3 separate regions of the Hordeum vulgare genome follow, and regions 1 and 3 are each linked to region 2. Evidence: chromatin contacts called from public Hi-C data. All regions are on one chromosome and are shown on one strand. Each heading gives the region's core, a stretch centred on a gene start, on an enhancer-like site or on the middle of the called end of the contact. The rest is flanking DNA. Distances are from core to core; before and after follow the strand shown.

Region 1 (4,405 bases), core at 1,867-4,366, 190 kb before region 2:
TTTCTGCAAAATGACCGACGACGGACGACAGAAGCGATGCGCGCTTTATTATTAGGGGAGATGGGAGCCGGGGATCTTCTCCCTTTCACCTAAAAATAAATAAAATTGGAAATGATTTATAGTCGTGGAGGATGCCGTAACGTAAGAAGTTGGAGGGTAATATGATCACCAATCTTTTATACAAAAAACTCTAAGATTAATGATTTTTTTTGCATGTATCATAAATGGCCATATTATAAGATTAAAATTTCTGGGTTATCATTCCGGAGAGCATTCCCTTCATTATTGATATTTTTATATGTTTTGGAAGGTCATGATTCATGAACACGAAACTACTTTTCAAAACCCATATAGACAACATTTCAAACAGGGGTTGGAAGTTCAGGCTTTAAATTAGGATGGGATTAGACCCAACACAATAGTTGAGGCATCAAAATAGACTATCTCTATGATTTTTTAATGTGTCAGGTAAAGATATGCTATAGATAAACGAAGCTAATATTTTTGTTGAACAAAGTCGAAATGCTCAATCATATATAACTAAATAGGCGATTACCGGTAAATATTTTTGTTAATATACAATCATGCATGAAAAAAGGCCAATCTCAACACGGAACATTGCATGGGAATTCTCATCATACTCCTATTATCCTACTTATAATCAAGAAATTTTACACATATACAATAATCAAAACCAGATGTATTTTTTATTGTAATATTATTAATGAAAACATGCATGTGCCATAAAACTAAAATTTATTGATTTTTTTGGGAGGAAATTTTCGATATATTCATCTTCAATCATGATAGTAGAACGAACATAAAAAATAATAAATTACATGCATATCCGTAGACTAGTTCACGACGATTAAAAGCACTGAAGCGAGTTGAAGACATGCCGCCGTCATCATCGTTCCCTCACTGGAGCTGGGCAAAACTTGTTGTATTATTGAAATTTATTACAACTAGTATAAACTATCAACGTGAGGATTTCCTAAAAATAAAACTATCAACATGTGCGGTACGTACTATCTACTCCCTCCGTTCCAAAATATAAGACCTTTTAGGGATTTTATTAGAAGACTACATACGGAGCAAAATAAGTGAATCTATACTCTAAAATATGTCTATGTACATCCGTATGTAGTTTATAGTACAATCTTTAAAATGTCTTATATTTAGGAACGGAGGGAGTAGTTTATTCTGTATTTCTATTGATTACGTGGAAGAGAGTCTAGAAAGATTGCACGATGAGTTAAGGAAAAACCAGATAAAAACCGACATCACAACTGCCTATACCTACAGCACGGCCGTTCGACCGACATGGTCATATATACCCGCACATACATGAATAAAGTTACTGCTCCCGGGACGTCATATTTTCCATAAGAGTACTGAAAGGGAATGAGAAGCCCTAATCTCAAAGCGTATGATCTGCCGGTGTGATTTGAAACCGCCCTTAGATCTGCACGAGTAGCCAGGTACACATTTCCTGTTATATGCATGCCACACGTAGTGCAAATAAGTTGAAAAATATGAAGCATGTCAGCTTTCTTTTCGGCGTATGATGGTGCACAAAAAAAGGCCGGCCTTTTCAGGGTTCAGATGCTTCAGAAAGACAAAATCATGCATCGCCTCTGCCTCCTCCTGCGTGCATGCGACCGCACGTACAAGTACGACCACAACACGCGCTTGCGTTACGTACGTGTCCAATTATATATATCCATCTCTTAGGCCCATCGATCGATCGTTTTGCTGCATATGTATGTATACGTGACAAAAGAATGGCTCCAAGAGGGTGTGGACAAGCACGTAAGGCCTCGACGGATCTACCGCCAGCGGCGGCCGGACCCAGGCGTGCATGCAGCATGCGGGCTCTGCATATATAGCGATAAAACGCCAGGCTCATGCTTTTTAACCTGTTGGCTCGGTTTCGGAACAAGGGCCGGCCATGCATATGATGTCGGGATGCAAGGCGCGCAGAGGCAGAAGCAGAAGTTGCTTTTGAATGTCTCCTCCGATGCCTCTTCCCACTGTGTCTTAGACTTGTTGACACAAGTCATATGGCACTGCACCTGCACGCGCTGCTGCAGGCTGCAGCCGTAGATAGGCAGTGTTGCAGCACCGTAGTCCCCCTTTCTCTCGGTATGCTCGCCGGCTAAATTTCCTGTTTTGACCATTTTAATGAAGTCGTTTACAAAAATTTCTCGGTCTGATCTAGTTTCCACCGCCGGGACCCAACGATGAGAGGATATAACAACCATAGTTTTAAATAGCGGGCTACGACAAATAGCGGCGAGCCTCTAAATCAGCTATAGCGGAGCTATAGCGGCATATTTGTACATGATACCATTTAGCGGCACCCTGCTGAAAAGGCTATAGCGGGGCTATAACGGGCTATTTAAAACTACGATAACAACCTACCATCGATGTCTATAATGATAAGGTTGCATGCCTTATCCTATAAATTTTTAAGTTTCAAACATAGTGTGCAGCGTACGCATCCTACCATCAAGTACCTTAACGATAGGGTTATACTATATGCTACCGTCAGCATCTATGACGGTACGATATAACAACCTACCGTCAAGGTTTCTAATGATAAAAAAAGAATCGATAAAAAATGGATCAGATTCCAAAAAATTTATAAATGATCATCAGATCTCGATTACTTCACTAAAAAGATCAAAACACGAGCATTGTCGCTGGGAAGAAAAGTGGATTCGTGGGAGGGGGGGAGAGAGAGAGACAGGGCTCTGAAACCCTGGAAGGACCATCCAGTCACGGGAGGAGAAAGGAGGCCCCGGCCTTTCTTAACCCCTTTCTATCTCATCATTTCTGCAAAGTACTACATCACCAATCAGCACCTTTAACTGCATGGTGCATGGTTCAAGTGGAAACAAAAAAACTTTGAGCAGAACAAACTGCGTCGCGTTCTGGTACGTAGGTGAAAGAAAGCAGCTGTAGAGACCACCGGCAGAATCATGGACACCGACTGGCCCCGAACAGCGAGTGCTCACAAGGCAACAGAGGGAGGCGGTGGGGGCAGCCTGGCTGCAGTACGTCGGGTGTCGGAGGAGTCCACAGCAACAACCCGAGGGCGAGAAGGACGTCCCATCCTCTTCTACTCTACTTCATGTGCGTGCGTCCGTGCATGCATTGCATTGCATTTGCATGCTATGCTACCCTATCGCCCGCGCGTGTACGTACATGCAATTAAGCTAGTAGCTCTCCTTCTACCGCGCGCCTCGATCCCTCCCTCCTGCATGCGCTCTAGGACGAGTTGGGAGCAAGGGCTGTTACTGCACCTTGTCCTGATCGTTCCTACACGTGATCCGCTTGTTGGTCCAGGGCGCCGACCGGGTTAGTTATTGCGTCGCATGCATGCGAGTCCTAGGTGCCATCATGATGAAATCTTAAGCACCGTCTTCACTACGTTGAACACGCATGCACGCATGCATGATTGATCGAATATTAGTCCGTCCCCACGGCGAGTCGGCCATCGACCATATAAATCCACAGAACGCGCATGCATGCATGCTCCCGATCCATCCAACGGTAAACAGTCCGTGCATGCCCACATGCTTAATTAGTTACGGAGTTACACCGCCCATCCCATCATCTCAGGTCTTACGGCCACGCTACAGCGCCAAACAGCAAGCGATCCAAATCTGGGCGCCTCGCGGCCGGCCGGCCGGCGCTGCTGCACTGCAGCTGCGTGCATGCCCCGCGGCACAGTGACCCAAAGTACGCGCGCGCCCGAGCTCCTCCGGCCGACCAGACGCAGACGGGACAACAAATCAATCAGGGCGAGCGAGCGCGCGCGCCCTAGCACGTACCCGTGGTACGCTCCGCTGTATGTCTGAGCTAAGCGTAAGCGGCGGTACCGCCCGAGGAGGGAACTGTTCCGCGACCCGTCAGGTGCGGCGCCCAGGGGGGCTGTCCTTGGGACACTAGCTACCACGGGTTTTTACACTGGTGGTGGTACGTAACATACGGGGGGGTGTCACGTACGTGCGCGCGCGAGGCGCGATGGTCCTGGCATTGGCAAGAAGGCGGGCGGGGCGTACGTCGCTAGGGGACAGCCATCAATTGCCAACACGCTGCAGCGGGTGGGCAACGCGACGACGCTGCCCGGTTCCCACCGCTCGATGCATGCATGAATGAATGAGTGATAGAGTAGATGGTCCATGGGGATGCCTGCCGGAACGGTGGCACTGTGCATGGCGAGGAGCGATGCTGCTTACTAGGAGGAGTAGATCGGGTCTCGTGCGTGGGTGTGTACACACATGTGACTTGCCGTGGCAGTGCCAGCATGCTACATGTCTCTGCGCGCAATCTGATGATGGATCTGCTTTCGGGATGCATGGCTAGCTTGGGTCGGGATCGACTTGTCCTGCCCTCG
Region 2 (4,790 bases), core at 18-2,517:
TCGCTTACGTTGGTGAACCTATTGTAGAACTCGAAGAGTTGGTCTAGCTTCTCCACATCCCTTCCCGCCACCGCCCTTGGGTGGTCCTCCCAAGTTGCTTCCACCTCATCTTCAGCCCCGAGAAGCACTGAGAGACACACTCGATCAACGGAATTGAAACAACGGAACGATATCGATATGTTTGAGAAGAATGGGCGGGGGTGGCGTCATGGGGAGAGGCATACGAAAGGATGCGAGGGGGGCACATGTGGGACATGAACCTCGAGATCCTCCATGGTGATGTGTGGCACAAAAATTACCTTCTCGGTTGCTCTCCATAAGGTCATTCCTCAATCGATGGTGAGTTGATGTGTTCGCTCCTAGAATATAGTGTTCTTGTTTACAATAATGGTCGCCACAACGGTTTTTTGGTGTGTGGGGAAACAGTCTTCATTTTTTATATACCAATGTAACATTAATGAACCCTTTTAACATGTCGCCTCTTACCTTATCATAAACGTTCATATGTGGAATATGAGGATAAAAAAGGTAAGAGTTATTCAAACCCACTATTTGCTCTTAGTGAATTAGTTTTTTTAGTTTACAGGTAATTCGTCAGAAATACGGGATGGTCGGTACTTCGATTTTTGTATCACAGATAGCGCAACAAAAAGTTCAAATGCCGGTTTGCTGTAATTCATCGGAAATACGGGATGGTTGGTACACCATTTTTATACCAGGTTTCCTCTTGCCCCTACATTCAATATCTAACGATTGAACTGTGCACATTTATATGTTTGTGGCTTCCTCGTTTATATGTTTGTGGATTACTCATAAACGTTCAGATGGAGAATGTGATACGCACAAATGATGACAAATTAACAGGGTGATGTTTGTTGCACAACCTGGCCAAATACATGCGTGCAAACTAGCACAAAAAAAAAGGTTAAAACAGTCTAACAGAAGTTAGGTGAACAGGGGGATCCAAAGCCATGCTTTTAATCTGTAACGTGCTAGCAAGGCACGAAACACAAGCGCACGGCTGCAATCGCATAATAATAATAAAAATAATAATAAACCCCTAAAAATACCAAAACTTAACCCAAGGGGAAAAGAAAAGGCTTGCGCGCGCGTGTGAGATGGCGAGAGGCAAGCCCCACGCAGCAGTCGGTGGGCCCAACCCTCGGACGCCCCACGACACCGGTGGGCTGCGTGAGCTTGCCCCCGCCCGCCCGCTCCCCCCATCCCCTCTCCCTTTCCTCTCCCCCTTTCTCCTGCTCCGGCCTGTATATATAATCCCCATCTTTTATATATTTCCATGGTGTGCATCCGCCTGGGAAAGAGCAGAGGCAAAAATTCAGCAATTAATTTATAGAGAGCAAGAGGGGGGCATATAAGAGCGTGGAAGGGAAGAGATAGATAGATATAGAGAAAGAAAGGTATGACAGGGAGATGAAAGAAATGAGACAACAACCCTCTTAGCCTCCTCCCCGGCCCTCTCCTCCGTCCCCTCTCCTCCACTTCTATCCCCTCAGTGCCAACAAGGAGCAGCAAGGCAGGAGAAGAAGAAGCTAGCAGGGAGGGAGTGAGGTATCCCATGTTTTTTTCCTCCTCTCTAGCTCCTTGTTGTGTTCCTTTCAGAATTTTTAAATATCTGTATGTATGTGAGTTCTGTGGGTGTGGGTGTTTGCGAGCTTTTGTTCGTATGCCTTCTCTTTTTTTTTACTTTGTTTTGAGTGCAACTGTTTGTTTGTTTGGATTTCCCTGTCCACTTTGTTCTTTTGTTAATCTCGGAAGGGTCCTAAGCGGCCGAGGCCTTGGAGTTTTTCTCGGCTCCTTGTCGATTTGTTTGTTGTTTCAGATCGGTTCCAAGGGGACGCAGCGCATACATATGAGATAGGTATTAGCCATCACGCGCTCAGGGAATTTTGGGGCCTTTCCATCTGCTCCTTCCCAGTCCCAGTTCTCTTCTTTCGTCGTCGTTCTCCTCCTTAATTTGTACCTAGCTCGGGCGTCGGGGAACAAGAGTCTTCCAGATCTCTTTCTCTCTCCCTCCCATGGTCGCTTGCTTGTATTTGCTGTGCAGTGTCAGTTTTTACTCTCTTAATTGCGACGTCTCACATGGAAAATCTTTGCTTGTTTCAGCGAAGGGGGAAGAAGAAGGAGCACTGCCAATCCCTGAACAATCCGGAGTTGGTGCGAGGACCTAGGTTGGGAGGCGATGGCATCGAATTCATCGGCAGCGGCTGCGGCGGCGTTCTTCGGGATGAGGGATGGGGACCAGCAAGACCAGATGAAGCCGCTGATATCACAGCAGCAGCACCAGCAGCACCAGCAGCACCAGCTGGCAGCGGTGGCACTGTCCGGCGCGGGTAACGCGGCGCCTGCGGCGTCAAGCCAAGGCGCTCCGGCGGCGGCGCCACCGGCCAAGAAGAAGAGGACTCTACCTGGTAATCCAATCGTGGACCCTGGTTAATATTTTCAGTCATGCATGCTAACTGCAAGGTCTTGTCTGGACTGATTGGAGTCTTATCGTTTGGTTCCTGACAGTGCAAGCATCTTCTCTCACATGCGCACACTGGGTTTTCTCTCTCTCTCTCCAGTTTTTAGTATCTTCTACTCCTTTTACTCAGTTACTTCTTTCTTTGGGTTCTTGCTTCGGAGTAAATAAATACTTGGTATACTGCCGGTCCTCACGCCGGAGAGAATTGCACGTTTTTTTTTGGTAAGTAACTGACGTGTGTGTAATTGAGCGACAGTCTGTTCTTGCTACTACACGCGCCTTAATTTCACTCCCTAATTTCCCAGCTTGTACTCTTTTACTACTATCAGCTCCTCAATTTCTCATGGATCCCTGGTTCACTGGATCCGTTCCCCTATACTCTGGGTCTACTTCAATTCGAAGTTAGCTGTAGCCTCCAAGAAGAATTTGACCTTCAATTCGCTCCATGCTAATCAATACGACTTCATTTAAAGCTCTGTACTATATCACCTGAAAGGAGGACAATTAATTCAGGTGACGAACAGGAACTAGGGTACTTTACTCGTGGCTCTAGAGTAGACTTCTCCTTGTCTCAGGCCGTTTCTTCTTCTTCCAAAGTCTCATGTTCTCATCAGATCAGTCGGTTCCAGAATTCCTAACACGATTTGTTTCTAGTAGTTTTTATTTATTCTAGTTGGATATATTTTGGAGGAAAAATATCAAGTTTTTATTTACTTTTCTCGTTCCAAGATTCCATGTTACATGAGCTGTCATCCTCTCCACTGGAGCTCATTCAATTCTTTTCCCCAATTATGAGGTGCAAGCAGGAGCGAAGGCACAATCCATGACAATTCCTTTGTTCTCTATATCACTTCCTGCAAACTTCTTTCTTCCCCAAAATCTCATGCAAATATTCTCTTCTCCATGGCCTAGTTTGTCTCTACTCTCTAGCTCACCGGCCCCCACCCAGGGAAGTAAGCAACCATATCTTCTCCAATTAATCCATGATTTCTACTAGCTCCAATAGCATTATGCGCTCTTAATTTGATGATGCACGAGCGCCTAACAGATAAGAAAATTAATACACTCCAACAATAAAGAAATTTCGCACATAATATAATTAATAAGACCCTTGCTCAAATATCCGCTCTTGTAGAAGCATATATATCTTCTCCTACCTGTCCAAGCATGGAACGCCCTAAATATATAGCCACCCATTCTTAATTTCCAGGCATTTTATTGATTCTCTTATGCATGACGCATCGATTCATTAATTGGGATACCTTTTTTGTGTGCAAAGCAAATTGTCATATTTGTGTATATATATATATATATATATGCATTGTGTTTGATGATGAATTGATTGGTTGCAGATCCAGACGCGGAGGTGATCGCGCTGTCGCCTAAGACGCTGATGGCGACAAACCGGTTCGTGTGCGAGGTGTGCAACAAGGGGTTCCAGCGCGAGCAGAACCTGCAGCTGCACCGCCGCGGCCACAACCTGCCGTGGAAGCTGAAGCAGAAGAACCCGAACCAGGTGCAGCGCCGGCGCGTGTACCTGTGCCCGGAGCCGACGTGCGTCCACCACGACCCGTCCCGCGCCCTGGGCGACCTCACCGGCATCAAGAAGCACTTCTGCCGCAAGCACGGCGAGAAGAAGTGGAAGTGCGACAAGTGCTCCAAGCGCTACGCCGTGCAGTCCGACTGGAAGGCGCACTCCAAGATCTGCGGCACCCGCGAGTACCGCTGCGACTGCGGCACCCTCTTCTCCCGGTAATTAACCACCCACTTCTCTCACTACCCAGCAGCTTCTGTGTTCTTCAGCATTTCTACTGCTACGATGCCTAGATAGAACGTACGTGGAATCGACGAGGCCTCGCTGCATGCATGGCACGGCGTGTATACCATAATGGGCATTGCTTTGGTTTAGGGTTAGGGTTTTGATCGGGCTTGTGTAGGTCGATCGACATTGTTCTTGTTCGAGCTCCTACTTCCTTCCTTGGCTCGGCTGGCTAGCCTGCTGAGAAGGAACGCAAGAGAGACGGCCGCGGGCGACGAAGGGGCCGGAGTGAGATGGAGCATAGAGGGGCGCACAGTGAAACTGCTCGCACGTGAAACGGCCTGGAATATTTTGAGTCCTTTGGCACTGCCCAGAAGCCATCCTTTCCCTTTCCTAGCTAGCTACCTTGGGAAGATGGAACCAGAAACAAACCCTCTCTCCTCTCTCTAGCCAGACACACGCTACAGACTAAGACATCTGTGTGTGTATGCTGTCACACTGTCCTGTAGACCCGCATTCCTCCTGGTCCAACCCGTCAGCGGAATGCAG
Region 3 (5,046 bases), core at 1,538-4,037, 140 kb before region 2:
CCCTCTCTCTTGGGTGTCCTCCCCCCCTTTCCCTCCTGTCGCCACCAACGGGCGCCCCCGACGCTGGCCCGGGTGGTGCCGGCGGCGGCGAGACCTCCTGTACCCACGCGTTCGTCTCCCTTGGGACATCAGCTATGCTGCTCGGCTTGGCAGCGGCTCAGCGACCCGACGGCGAGAGTGGTGGCGGTGCTGCTCCTTGGCGACGGGGCGGCGTGGTGGCGTGGGGTGGTCGGCGGCGTGCCCTTGGCCCAGATCTGGCCCCTATGGGCCACATCTAGGTACTAGCGGGCAGGCCACTAGCGCGGCTTTGATGTCTTCTGCATGGTGAGGAGGTGGAGCAGCTCGGACGGGGGATGGCGACACTAATGGCGTGCCTTCTGCAGCACGGCGGCAGGAGCTTTGCGGGCATCTGAGAGCTCGGCCGGCTTGTGGGCACATGGACCTAGTATGCTCGTGTTGTCACGCCCGATCGATTACCATCATTGACGGTGGAGGTTAACTGGGCCCTCCAGCGTGCCAACAGTGTTGCTGTCCCTAGTCCCAGCTCCTCTTTTTTGTTGTGTAGGCCCCCTTGTGTGGTGCCATGGTGAGGCGGTGTTGGAAGCTTCAAGACCGTGTTGGCGCAGGGTGGTGGATTGTTTGGGGGAGAGCTCTGGAGCGCCCGAGGTGAAGGCTGGGATCAGGAGAAATCCCTATCGGCCTAGCTGACACCGACGCTGTCGGGGGCTATCCTTCCTCTCCCCTCGCCGCGTACCAGGGGAAACCATTAACAACAGTGTTGTCATCGTCGCATCCCTATTTGGAGGTATTGATTGGTACCGTCGCCTTGGAGTCTAGGAGCTTGGTGGAAGATCCATGGTGGGCACAACAGTCGCGATGTTTCTTCATTTTTGTCGATCCACCCTTGTCAGCATTTTTTTCGTAATTTCTCGTTCATTTTTTTTTGGGCGTGTTTGTGCTGCTTTCATTCCATCACCTATCGTTGGTTGTATCAGTGATGGTTGCTTTGTACTACAAAGTGGGGGGAAACCCTATTTCGAGAGAGACTATGGAGAGATAGTAATGTAGACTACAAACATATGCATGTTAGTAGCTAATTTACTTTCCACAATGACTAGTCTAAAACTAGTAGTGTTCTATTATCTCATGTATAAATTCATGGACTATGTTACAAGAAGTAAATCTAGCTGAAGTCTGACACACTAGACTGAAAGAAGTATACCTGATTTCATGTAATGTTTTCCAGATTTTCCTTTTTTTTAAAATATGTTTTCCAGATTTTCCTGAACAGCATGAAGTTCCGTTGCTGATGCGGGCCACGTAGGCCAAAACCAGACACAAATCAGCAAGTGGCCTTTTGACTGGGTTTAAGAGTGGGGGGTTGTTTTAAAAATGGTTTTGCTAGAGAGATTTTGAATTAGACCTATAAACAAAAAACCTAAAATCCAGGTGAGTAGGTCCTGAGACCGACTATATGTGTATCGAACTAGTGAACGAATGATCGATTGAAACTTCATTCTTTCTTACTCGTAACTTTGATTGGGATCTCATTCTCATGTGCATACAAAAAGGATCATCCTCACTTATTAGCACTGGTGCTTCCCCCCCGTAGAAGCTATTCATATAGAAAAGAGACCCGGCCAACCACTACATTCCGTAGATTGGCAGCACCCTGCCTGCCCCAGCTGGCCCAAGAGAATAAACAAACTCATCGTTCTAACCATCCTGTCGTGCATCCACGCCCGCGTGGACCCTTAATCCGCTGTTCCAGTGACGGAATCTCATCAGAACCCGTCATGATTTGATCGGTCGGCGACGGCCGGAGACTCACAGCCCCAGAGTCGTTTTCAGGGATGCATATATAGAGAAAACTTCTCATGTGACGATGATGATGATAATCTTGGCTGCGATAACCAATTGTATCCCGTTTGGTCTTTGGATCGAGCGCAGACACAATTTTCCACACGAATTCCGCGCGCAGATATAGCACATCGATCCGTCTCCGGCTTGCACACACACATAATATCGTAAGAATGAAGTGCTCCTCTTCCTGTAGAATTTGCTGCTCTGCATCGTCATGTCATGTGGTAAGAAAAGAAGACGGCTCAGAAACGGGTCTTGCCGAGCTTTCCGCGTTGCCACGGCAAGTACAGTTTTGACAGGGGCGGACTGATTACAAGTCAGAATCGATCGCAATATTTCGCCCTCCTGCAGGTTGTCAAATCGTGGAGCGAGGAACCACGAATTCCTTTTGACAACATGACTTCAGGTTCTATATATTAGCTATTATTAGGTGGTAGATGGCGCTGAATCTGAAGATGTGAACAGATAGCTGGGCAAGGCAGTACTAGCGGTAGTGGAGCAGAAACGGGAGGTCGGCTGAGAAGCCGCTCGCTGTCCAAATGTGTCCCGTACGTGTCTCATCTAATGACTGTACTTGTGAGGTGTGACAAAGAAGTTGCCATACGAAACGCGAGCACACCTCTGTTGCCAGAATAGCTTCCGCGGAGACCTATCCTGCGTCGTCAGCTCTTGACAGCCCGCACGTTAAGGCAGCTGCTACTATCAAAGATTTCAGATTTCTCGCAATGCAGCTAGCTAGCATTTATCCATGGATTGTTTCGTGAGAAGAAATACCAAGAAACCCTAGGATTTCTTGCGCATATCCTCTCATCACATGCTTTTCAGGCGAGCTGTACCTCGACAACGACACTGTCATCTGCTTTGGCAGCAGCTAGCAAGCTAGCTAGGACGCGACCCGTCGAAACAAACGCACCATCAGCAGCAGCAGGGAGTATAGTAGTAGTACTCAGTACATTCACACGGCTAGCTATACGTAATGAGGCGTGGAGGAGGAAGAAACAAGCGAGAGGACCAGCTAGGAATGGAATCATGCCTGCTTGACCGTTTTCTACTCTCATTCCAGGATACATGATGCGTGCGTGCGTGTCGCGTCGCGAGCTCGGCGGAGAAGGCCGGTGACGTGCGTCCATGGAGAAGCACTGATGAAGCCTGCTGCCTGCCTTCCCTCTGCATGTCTTGGCCTGCAAGCTCCCGCTCTAGCTAAAAGAGGAAACAAAGGTTCCTATCCCTTCATTATTCCATTCTCCGGCTGCGAGGCCGGCCATGGATTCGAGCCCTAAGAAGAATGCCCGAGAATAACTCCGGGATATGTTGCAGGCCATGAGGCTGACATCTCACGCACAGGGAGAGAAAGGGGGGAGAGACACGGACGGGACCATGGCGTCTACTGTACTACGCGGGTACAGTATAGGTCACAAGTCTACAATAGCCTTCTCTCTCTGTCTCTCTCGATGTGGATCTTTCATCACTCATTTCTTACGTAACCTGCCCGGTTGGACTAGTTCATACGCTGTAAAGAAAGGCAAGTTGTATATATCTTTTTCGTTTCTGGACACCCTGAACAGATATGTTAATTAACAAATTTTCTATATTTAGTCTTTTGGAAGCTTCTGTAGTTACTAGATCTTCTAGGCTTCTGTAGTTACTGGATCTTCTGGTCAAATAATTTCCATGTATCTAACCTTCATACTACGGCTCCAAGCTAGTCTGTGTAGGTATCTCTGTCCTAAAATGTGGAAATTACACACAGAACAACTATACACGGCCCCCTTCACCCAGTAAAGGAAAAATGTAGAGTGTCCAGTGTTCAATAACGGGTACTCAGCAAACGTTCCCAACATTTTATTTTATTTGCAAAAGTGTAAGCCGAGTGTTCATCCTAATTAAGGCACACTCAGCAAAGGGTTACTGCATTTAGTAAAAATGAAACGCAAAAGGATAGCCAAGTGTGTGTTAGTAGATGCTTCCTCCATTTCAAATAAATGTTTCGAGCTTAGTACAATTTTGTATTAGAGCTAGTATAAAATTGAGACACTTATTTTAGGACGAAGGAAGTATTCCATAAACAATGAATGTCACGTAGCTGTTCAACAAGATGTGAAGGAACACGTGGCCTGGGCATTGCCGAGCTTTTTGTGTTTGATGAGGGTCTCATGATTCCTTTGCCGAGTGTTTTCTTTGTGTTAGTGTTTTCAGGACACTCAACAAAAACCCCACATTACCAAGTAATTTTTGTTTGCCGAGGTTTTTTGTATAGAACACGTGACAAACAATCTCCATGCCAAGTGTCCGTGGATATACACTCGGTAGGCCGGCAAATACTCGACAATGACGATTTATCCTGTATGGCGTGTGGTTTAACGAGCGATCGAGGAGGAATGGTGGCTCCATTCTTACAACATATATTGGGTTTGAAGATAGAGATATGTAGATAAAAATCGGATAGATTTAAATAATGTATTATTTATCTTGTACACGAGCACTAGTAGGGAGCCCCGACCCGTAAGGGGTTTTAGTCCCGATTCATCAACCGGGACTAAAGGGCGGGACTAAAGGCCTAACCTTTAGTCCCGGCCCTGTTACAAGCCGGGACTAAAGGTGCTCCACGTGGGCGCCTCGTAGCGCCCCAGGGGCAGGCCCTTTAGTCCCGGCTCGTTACACGGACCGGGACTAAAGAGTTTCAGATTTTGCTTATTTTTTGGGTTTTTTTTAATGAAATTATTTTTGGGTTTTAGGGTTTTAGGGTTTAGGTGTTCGGGAGATTAGCGTGATGCCTCGTTTGGTGTTCGGGAATTAGTTTTCATATAATTTAAATAGAAATAATTATGCATATATATATAAGATTAACTTATCTTACAAGCGAGCATATATATACAATTATATGGAGATCTGAATTATCGGGACTAGAGCCCGTCTATTCGATTACATGGACGAACATCAGTAATGGCCCCTAGCTATACTAAATCGTCCTTTGTCATCTATAGCTTCCGTCCTCAGAAATCCCGCAAGCTCCTCTGCAACAGCAATCACGCGTTGCTCTGGTAGGACCTTCGTCCTCATGGCTGTGTGCTATATAAGAAGAGGAGATGAATATGAATATCAATCATGATAACAAAGAATGACGGGTAAAAATAGAGGTGTGAATGTTCATTGCTTACGTCGAATTTGTGATCCTTGTGCTCA

Evidence for each region. Hi-C and Micro-C count contacts between places; a contact is called where the count stands out from the background.
Region 1: a Hi-C map of seedling shows a contact between it and region 2, with 1.9 times the contacts expected there. The contact joins the enhancer-like site here to the promoter of LOC123427488 in region 2. A contact is called at or near these places in 3 of 6 Hi-C or Micro-C datasets (leaf and seedling) and 1 of 1 datasets of contacts at active chromatin or transcription factors (embryo).
Region 3: a Hi-C map of seedling shows a contact between it and region 2, with 2.4 times the contacts expected there. The contact joins the enhancer-like site here to the promoter of LOC123427488 in region 2. A contact is called at or near these places in 1 of 6 Hi-C or Micro-C datasets (seedling) and 1 of 1 datasets of contacts at active chromatin or transcription factors (embryo).

The regions. Positions count from the first base shown.
Region 1 is chr2H:588,531,877-588,536,281 of MorexV3_pseudomolecules_assembly, reverse strand. No RefSeq gene overlaps it. Among protein-coding and RNA genes, the nearest start is that of LOC123430654, 96 kb to the right of the region's middle. Within about 2 kb of position 3,116, at least 2 of the 3 cell types and tissues checked have open chromatin away from gene starts, as enhancers often do. A contact at or near this core is called in seedling, where this site is marked.
Region 2 is chr2H:588,336,632-588,341,421 of MorexV3_pseudomolecules_assembly, reverse strand. It overlaps LOC123427488 (protein indeterminate-domain 4, chloroplastic-like), which reads left to right and starts at 1,267. Exons shown (of 4, transcript XM_045111548.1): 1 at 1,267-1,569; 2 at 2,125-2,429; 3 at 3,835-4,234. The coding sequence starts at 2,201.
Region 3 is chr2H:588,482,297-588,487,342 of MorexV3_pseudomolecules_assembly, reverse strand. No RefSeq gene overlaps it. Among protein-coding and RNA genes, the nearest start is that of LOC123430654, 46 kb to the right of the region's middle. Within about 2 kb of position 2,787, at least 3 of the 3 cell types and tissues checked have open chromatin away from gene starts, as enhancers often do. A contact at or near this core is called in seedling, where this site is marked.